2 separate regions of the Mus musculus genome follow, and region 1 is linked to region 2. The links are chromatin contacts, called in public Hi-C maps. All regions are on one chromosome and are shown on one strand. The core of a region is the stretch at or near the end of the contact, and the rest is flanking DNA. Distances in the headings are between cores, read along the strand shown. Region 1 overlaps 1700028E10Rik (RIKEN cDNA 1700028E10 gene). Region 2 holds the start of N4bp2l1 (NEDD4 binding protein 2-like 1).

Region 1 (4,243 bases), core at 961-3,460, 820 kb after region 2:
AGCACTACATGGTGGCTCACAACCATCTGTAATTCTGATTTTAGGAGGATATGGTATCTTCTTCTGGCCTCTGTGGGCACTGAACACATGTGGTTCATATAAATACATGCAGGTAATAATCCTAGACTCCTAAAAATAAATCTTCAAATAAAATAAAGACTCCAGAACCCTTTATCCCAAAAACATTAATATGTGAGTGTCCTTTTCCCCTTTTGCATATAATAAAGTGCCTGAGAGCCTTGTTTTGGGAGAGTGAAGGCCAATGAGCAGTGTACCCTGTTGCTGGTTTTCTTATTGTATAATCACGTGACTATTTTCAGTGGTGATGAAAGAAACACCCTGTCACATGCTTATGCCTAGCTCTCTCCTGACTGGTCCATGAGGGTGGGTGTTTTTTTTGAGTCTGGAATAATTTATCATCCTGATAGCTAAACTCTGGTGCCACGCACACTGGAAAATGCCACGCACTCTGGTCAAGTCTGCTTGACAGGCTGAGAAGCCTGAAAGCACTCACTCTGAAAAGTGTGAGTTTCACAGAAACTCACCTCCTGGAGCTTTGGCATTCTCATTAACCTATATACTCATACCCTATTCCCGAGTTAGTCTGGTATATGGAACTACGAGCTCTCTTTTAATATTTTATTATAAATGCCTTTTAAGATTAAATTCTGATATAGTTAAGTCTCCTCAGTGTTCCAAGGTCTCAGAAGCCTATGAGCGTAGAATCCAGTAGGAATGCAGTAAAGAGGTTACCTATTCAGTAACTAATTAAGCATTACAAAAGATGGAGTCAGTGGCTGGGAGCTGGTCTGCAAAGTATTTGCTAGGGACTGTGGCAAATCGCACCCAAACAAGAGAATACCATGAAAGAGCCAGGGAATCCCACTGAGATAGAAATCTTCAGTACAGGCTACATTGTATATTAGAAGCAAGATTGATGAATTCTCCTAACAAATGGAGATTCTCTAGATACTTAAAAGTTACACTCATATAAGAATTTAGCAAGGCCTAGGAAATAGGGGGGTTGTGATATTGCATTATTCATGAGGCCTGCCAAGAGCAGAACACACCCCCCCCCCCCCCCCCCCCCGTGCTAGCCTTCACAAGGATCAAAGGTAGAGCACTAGAGTGTGAAATCCTTACCTGTCACTAAGCTGACCCTAGGCAGGACTGCTTTATCTTCTTTACTGTAAACATTTACCTGGTTCCTGTAAATCCTTTTGAAATCATTCCTTTGTTTTGTGTCAGGCAACTTCAATGTACTTTGCCTGCTGTGACTCCCGGACCCCTTGTATTTTCTGTACTATATAACACTGGTGTTTACTTTGTGAGAATACATTCAGATCACCCACCAACACCTTGCCCACCTGCCCCAGAGACTCGTTCCATGCAGACAAAGGGACCCAGAGGGTCTGCTGCACTCTGGGTCCTTCTAGTGCCAGAGCTCCTGAATAGCCCACACATTTCTTTTTCCTTCAACTGCAATCTACCCCTTAGAAATAAATGAGCTTTCCCTAAGCCCTGTAATTAGAATTCAAATGTAATATTCAAATAGCCTATAATTAGAATATAAATAGCCTCTAAGTAGCCCATGCAAATGAAGGTATTAATGAATTACAAATCACTAAAGGAAATAAAGGGGGTGGCAGGCCATCCCTATGCTGGTCCCCTCCAGCCATGCAGTTGTGTTCAACAGCCTGCTAGAAGTCAGGGTCTTTTGGCTGGGACAGACCTCAAACTTGCTTCAATAAGGGAAAAAAACAAAAAAAAACCCAAAACATGTTTTATATAATTCACAAATACCCCTGACACACACACACACACACACACACACACTACAAAATTTTTTGGTTCGTTTTGTTTGTGGTAGGTAGGGAAAGAACCCCCCCCCCCCCACACACACACACACACGTACACACTCCTTCCACACTGCTGCTTATTAAGTAAAACAATTCTTCTATGGCATTCCTACTGTGTTTTTAGAACTATTTTAGATACACGCTTTCTTTCATTGAATTTTCCAGGAGAAGACATGAAAGACCATTCTCATTCTCACTTGTAGACAGAAGAAAGCAGGACTCTAGAAAACCGACTTGTCCAATCTTGTAATTTTGGTAGTAAAACGTTGCTACATCCCAAACAGCTCACTGGAACAGAAATAGACTGTTAATGTTTTTTGGTCATGCCAATATAAAAGAGGAAAATAAATATTGACTCTAAGAATTAATCTCAAGGTTCAACTATTGCAACATAAGGGTAGATTTGGCTCTCACCTGTCAGTTGTAACTCCCATTCTGACCCCGCCCCCAGGCCCTTTGAAACTAATGCTTTATCTCTTACCACTTTATGCCTTTCTTCTCTCTTTTTTTTTTATTTTTTCATTAAATTTCAAATTAGCACAAAATATGCACAAGAAGGTAGCTAGAAGGATGATCATGTTAATAAGTTGGTGAGAGTTGTTGAGGCAGTCTTTGTGGATAGGGAACACACATTTACATGAGTGTACCTGTGTGTGTGCAGGTTTGCGTGACATGCTCTGTGTGTGAAGGCACAAGGACCAAGCCTTTCTTAATGGCTTCCCCTCAGGTCTCTCACTGAACCCAGAGCTCATGGAGTCAGCTAAACTAGCTGACCAGTACGAACTTCTTACTCGAGCCTCCTTAGTACTGGGATTATGGGTTCATTTGGCAATGCCTCGTTTCTCTTCCTTTGCTGTGATAAATACACTCTGACTAAAAGCAAAACAGCAACTTAGAGGAGGAAAGAGTTAATTTGGCTTAATCAGAAAACATGAAGGAATGCAGTTTGCTCGCTCTCTCTCTCTCTCTCTGTCTCTCTCTCTCTCTGGCTCCTGCTTTGTTAGCTTTCTTATATAGTGTAAGATGCACTGATCAGAGCATGGTGCTGCCCAGTGACTGTGCCCTTCTACACAAGACAATCAAGACAATCTCTTCACTGGCATGCCCACAGACCACCCTGATAAAGACAATTCTTTAACTGAAACTGTTTTTCAGGTGATTTTAGGCAGTATCAAATTTATAGTGAGTGCTGAGACACTAAACTAAAGCTATCTTTTTTTTTTTTTTTTTTTGATGGTTATACCAGGAGAGATGGATAGCAGTCTATAGGGTAGAAACTAAGGATTGTGAATAAAGTAAAAGCTTTTTTTTTAAAAATCTGAATTTAAAAATCTATGAGTGGAGGGCAGAGTTGAGGGAAGAAGAAGGAAGAGGAGAGAGATCTCGAGGGAAATGTTCAATATCTGTGGCACAAGAAGAGACCACGGAGACAGTGTGCTAATAGAGTAATCAGCTGCTGAGAAGGTGACTACAAAAAACTGAACTTCCAGTGTTCCAGGCACCCTGAGGGAACTTCTCAACAACCCTACAGAATAGTGAATGAATATGAGGAGCACTGTTCATACACCAAAGATCAGAGACCCCACATAACCTGCCCTGGGACACAGCCAGTCAGCAGCACTGCTGGGTAGGAAAAACATCTGGTTGAACCTGGTGTTCCAAAGAGCTGATGGGGGAGTTGGGGTGCCAGGATACTACAAGAGAGTTCTGGGAATAAGCAAACATGGGTCGCAGGTCGATACTTGCTTCTGAATAACTAAGGCCTAGAATAAGGAAGGCTGATTTTGACTGAGGCAAAAGGTCAGAGTGAATTTATACAAGAACAAAGTTTTGTCAGAGAATGACTATTTAGTTCTAAATAGCTGTCCTGTAGTGCATGCTGGGAAGAGATGCAGCACAGCTTTTTGCTGGAGAAGGAAGAGCAGGCCTGACGTTCTCACACACGCCTGTGTGCAAACAGCAGGTACTGCTGTACTGTGAGAGTCTCTTGAACGCCAATAACAAGTTGGCATTTTGAATAGTGCACACAGACAACACACATGCACACGTACAAATAGAACACTACACACATATAAATTTCACACATAGATAGGACACACAGCACATAGCACACATATACATAACAGACACAAACAGACAGCACCCATGGACACATACACACATAGATACCACACAACACAATACAGAAATCTCATACACAGACAACACACACTCAATAGCACACACATAGTACACAGACATATACATATTCAACCCACATATATGCATAGCATTCAGATAAACACACTTAAAAACATGCACATGACACACAGAGAGATAGCCTATACAGAGAGCACATGCAGACATATACACATGGCACACACACACATAAACACAGAGACAGC
Region 2 (4,640 bases), core at 448-2,947:
TGTGAATTGCTGGATCACAAAATAACCAAGTTGTCCCGGGTTCCAAGGAGGCTCTCCACTTGGAACCCAACCTACCACTGCCAGGAGCTTCCGGAAAGAACCTACGGAAGGGTGTCTCAGAAAAGGGTACCAGTGTGGCCTTCGCAAGTCATCTATCCCTCTAAGATGCAAAGGTAGCAATTTTCGTTAGCTGGCTGCTTCTCCACAAATCAGCTAGAACCCCAATACAAATTGTCAGTCCCTTATCTGGCCGTGTCAGTTTCCCCATCATCCACATCCAAAAGATTCGGGCCCTCCCCCTATGATCACTACCTGGTGCCATGGAAATCAGCATGTGACCGCGGGCTACCTTGATTCTTCAGCGGTTCCAGGGTCCTAGGGCTAGCCTTATCTGATGAGAAGGGAAGCAAGCACACAGGTGGCAAGTGACTGCTTCTATCGACTAGTGTGTGCCCGATAACGTTCACGGAGGGTAAGACATGGCCCCTATCTTCAAGTATCTCACAGAAGGCAAAAGCAACCGTGTGCAAACCTAAGCGCAGTCACAGAGATGTAAACAGGAGCCAAGACGCTGAGAAGGGCGGGCGGCTTCTACGGCAGGGTGAGGCAGCTGCGAGGGGAGGTAATAGAACCGGTTTTAAAAGGCTAGTGAGACCAGTCGGGCAAAGGGTGACGGTGGGAAAGCCAGGCAGGAGGGTCAGCATCCTCAACCCCAGCAAGGAGAGAGAAACAGTCCAACGTTGCTGGAATACCAAGTGCAGGGCAGGAAGTGGAGGGCGTTCAGGCTGGAGCGGTGGGCCTAGCAAGGTGCAGCAGGCAGCAAGCCCGCGCAGTTCTCTCTGCCCGGGTACCCGAAGGGCCGCTTACGCAATTCGCGAGTGATCGAATTTGGGCGCCCGCGGAGAGGCTGTCAGTGACGGTCGGTGGTGGCGCCGCCAGCCCCCCGCCCCCCTCCCCAGAGCACCTGTGCGCCTTCGCAGCCGCCAAAGCAGCCGCAGGCTGCGCCGATCCACCAGATCTCAAAGCGGGCCCCCGGCCAGCGCCGCGCGGACCCCCGACCCGGACATCCCCGAACTCGCTCCGGTGACAGCGCCTGTGGGCGCCGTGGCGGCTGCCTGCGCGCCAGCGGGCGGGGAGCGGGTTTCTCTGCAGTCACCACCAGCTTTTCCCGAAGAGCAGTCCCCGCGGGCCTCCCCGACCCGGGGCTGGGGACGAAGGTTGCCGGGGAGTTGGGGGTGGAGGGGTGGGCACCAGGCCCGGCGCGGCGGGGAAGGGCCGGCGGCGGCGTCTTGGGGCTTGCGCAAGGCGCACTGCCGAGGTCCGTCCTCCCGGGCCGGCGCGCGGCAAAGCTCTCGGGCGCGCGGGGCAAGGGCAGGGGCGGCGCGCGGAGCCGCTCGGGGCAGGAGCGCGAGTGGGCGCCAGGCCGCTCTCATTACCTGGCCAGCGTGGTTTTTCCCGAGCCCGGGAGGCCGCGCAGGAGGTAGAGGTGTTTCCTAAAGCTGTGGCGGCGCGGAGGTGGCCCCCGAGCGGGCGGCGGCCGAGGAGGCGGCTGCTGCTGCCGCTGTTGGAGGCTCAGCCTCCCGAACGATTCCAGAAAACTGTCCTCCATGGGGAGGGGGCTGGCGGCGAGGGCCCTGAGCTCCCTTCCTGAAGTCACGGTCTTGGCCAAAGCTGTTGTTTTTGTGACTCTCCGGCCATGTGATAGATGGAGGGGCGGGCGCTCGGAGCCCGGCCCCTCCTCCCCGGCCCCGCGAACCGCGGGAGGGGGCGTCTCTACCTGTGAGGCCCCGGCGCTGCCGGGGAGTCTGACAGCCCGGGGAAGCGTGGGTGACGCAGCCCCCAGCGCTCCCTCCAGCCCCCCGCCGCCTTCCGCAGCCCTTCCCAAGGGAAGGGGCCTGGCCCCGGGGACACAGTGGGAGGTTTCCCTGCAGTCACTGTGGAAGCCCAGCCCTCTGCCACGGCTCTGCCTCATCTCACTTCAGACCGGCCTAGACCTTGAAAGTAAATACTTTCCGTGGGAGATTAGAGAATGTGACCAGCGCATCCGAGCAGTCACAGTAAAGACTGTTGTCTCCCCTACTGCCTGTGAATCAGTCAGCACCTGGCTGGGGTCCCAAGGACTGAGGTACACTCCTTCAGGGTCCTGTACGTTTCCTTAGTACCGGTACCGGCCTGCCAAAACTATCCTTAAAAGCTGTATGCAACTTTTAAGTCTCTTGTTACTCCTTGGGTCTCGGGTGGACTCAGGAGGCTTCATGAACACCTTCCGCTGCCACATAGCAGGGGAGATTGTCATGGTACCATTTATATAAAACCAAATTCAAGTTGCAGGAGTTGGCAGCACCCACTGGCTGTGACTCTCCAGTATTTCCCTTTAGAAGCAATAGAATGGTCCTGGTTTTCAGAATGAAACTGTTCAAAATTTGCATACTAGAAAATCTGAGATATTGGTGGCTTTGGCTACAATTGTTGTAAAAATCAAAACATTTTGTGTCTGGCACCTAAGGTATGAGCATTATGAGAAGGAAGTGTGGAGAAAGAAGTAGTGTCTTTCTAAGACTCAGAACCTATGTCAAAATCAGAGATTTCCTGATGAGCGCGTTAGGAAGGGGCTGTGTACAAGGAGGGAGGACAGCTGCCTGTGCATCTCGCTGGCTTTGGACTTCCCCTGGGTTGGGGTGTGGAGCAGTCAGGTTGCTCCCCCGGGAATTCCCCTCCCGGAGTGAAGCTACTTCTTTAGTCCTTCTTTCTGTGTGCACATTAAGAGGAAGCACGAGGAATGGAGAAGACACATTTGTCCTAACAGCAGTGACCTTTAGCTTGTATACGTCCGGGTTCACATTTGAGGAAGTGAATCTCCTGCACCCTGAGCATACCCTTAGCACACGTTTACAAACGTGGTTCCCCTCAGCCTCAAATACTTTCTTTTTCATTCCAATCATCTGCTGTCCAGTAAGAAACATGGAGCATTTGGGGTGTGGATGGTACAAAATGGGGTTAAAGGGCTCGATTTGGCAGCACCTTAAAGTGGATGCAGAGCAGATTAGCATGGCCCCACAAAAATTCATGAAGTGTTCCATATTTTGGGGGGTCATGTCTTTCTTGTTGAGTATAGACCTTAACCTTGTTCACCCATTGATACCTGTTTTTCTAGAATAAAACAAAACAAAACAAACAAACCCTAAAATGTGTGGATTTTTTGTTTTTGGTTTTGGTTTTGGTTTTTTGGGGGGTTTTTTTTGTTTTTGTTTTTGTTTTTGTTTTTTTGTTTTTTGAGGTTTAAGGACTGAGGAGATAGATGGCTCAGTAGGCTAGAGTCTTAGAGTACAAGCATGAGGGCATGAGTTTGAATCCACAACCCCATGTAACAAGGAGGGCATGGCTGCACACGTAACCCTAGTGCTGAGAGGAGTGGAGATGACTGGCTTGGCAGAGCCCATTGATCAGCAGCTCCAGCTTCAGTGAGAGACCCTTTCTTAAAGGAATAAGACAGAGAGCATAAGGGAGACCCCTGATGTCCTCTGGTCTCTACATGCATGCTGCACAGCCTCATATGAGCACATACACTCACACCCACTCACACACAACGGAGAGATAGCTCAGGGATCAGGACTGGTGTTTGGTTCCCAGCAGCTACATGAAGTGGCTCACAAGCACCTGTAACTCTAGTTCCAGGGGATCTGTTGTACAGGGCTATCCTCTGGGCCAAACAACCCCGTTCGTTCTTGAGGTATTTAGCTGGTTTGGCTTGCACAAATCCAAGCCGGGCTGGTTGATAAGGAGAGCCACTGGACCCTCAGCTCCTTTCTGCCTGTTGAATGCAACTCTGTCCTAACTACATGCAGTCTGGGGACAAGGGGTTCCCATCTATGCAGCAATGGGAAGGCCCTCATCTGTCCCTGCTGGGTGAAGACTTTCTGGTGTGGCCTTTCAGGTGAGGACCACTCATGCCCTAGAAGGTAATCACTCATCTATGCTGTGTAAGAAAGCCTAATAAACTCACTGCTTCTCCAGAGTGACCTCTGGTGGAATCATGTCTCAGTTTGTTGTTTGGCCAGGAAGAAAAGGAATAAAGATGTTGCTTATGTCTCCCTGAGGGAAGAAATTTTAGCAACAGGACCCAAAGCCCTTCTGGCCTCCTAATATGTGTGGCATGCATACACTAAAAAACACACACATACACACACATTCACACACACACAAATGAAGACTTAAAAAAATATAAGCCAGGCATAGTAGCATATACCTTTAATCTCAGCTCTTGGGAGACTTGGACAGGCAGTTCTCTGTGAGTTCTTGAAGCCATCTTGGTCTACATAGTGAGTTCCAGGACAGCCAAGGCTATGCAGAGAGACCATGTCTCAAACAAACAAAAGAAAAACAAAATAAAAACGTACACTGCATGGTCCAGCATGACAAACAGTGAATGCCGCATTGTATGATCACTTTGATGGAGAGGACAAACGGAAACCAGGTGCAGTGTGCTAACACTTGGGAACTACTTGGGAGCTGGGGAGGGCAAATCTAAAACATCTCTTAAGCACAGAAGCCCAGGGCAGCCTGAGCAGCGTGCGTGACTCCGGCTTAACGGAACAGAAGAGAAATAGGGAAAAATCATCTGATAAACCATTTGGGGGAAA

The links. Hi-C and Micro-C count contacts between places; a contact is called where the count stands out from the background.
Region 1: a contact with region 2 is called in a Hi-C map of liver, with 1.9 times the contacts expected there. The contact joins the enhancer-like site here to the promoter of N4bp2l1 in region 2. A contact is called at or near these places in 4 of 39 promoter capture datasets (the 3T3-L1 cell line, cranial neural crest and liver), 1 of 484 Hi-C or Micro-C datasets (liver), 2 of 115 datasets of contacts at active chromatin or transcription factors (astrocytes and hepatocytes) and 1 of 9 other capture datasets (adipose tissue).

Annotation. Positions count from the first base shown.
Region 1 is chr5:151,407,956-151,412,198 of GRCm38.p6, forward strand. 1700028E10Rik (RIKEN cDNA 1700028E10 gene) reads left to right here. Exons shown (of 4, transcript NR_045700.1): 3 at 1-112. All of the region lies in intron 1 of Gm3704 (predicted gene 3704), which reads left to right. It also overlaps a transcript of Stard13 not described here. Among named protein-coding and RNA genes, the nearest start is that of Gm3704, 3.6 kb to the left of the region's middle. Within about 2 kb of position 2,211, at least 12 of the 459 cell types and tissues checked have an H3K27ac peak or open chromatin away from gene starts, as enhancers often do. A contact at or near this core is called in hepatocytes and liver, where this site is marked.
Region 2 is chr5:150,592,828-150,597,467 of GRCm38.p6, forward strand. It overlaps N4bp2l1 (NEDD4 binding protein 2-like 1), which reads right to left and starts at 1,698. Exons shown (of 5, transcript NM_133898.4): 1 at 1,437-1,698. The coding sequence starts at 1,609.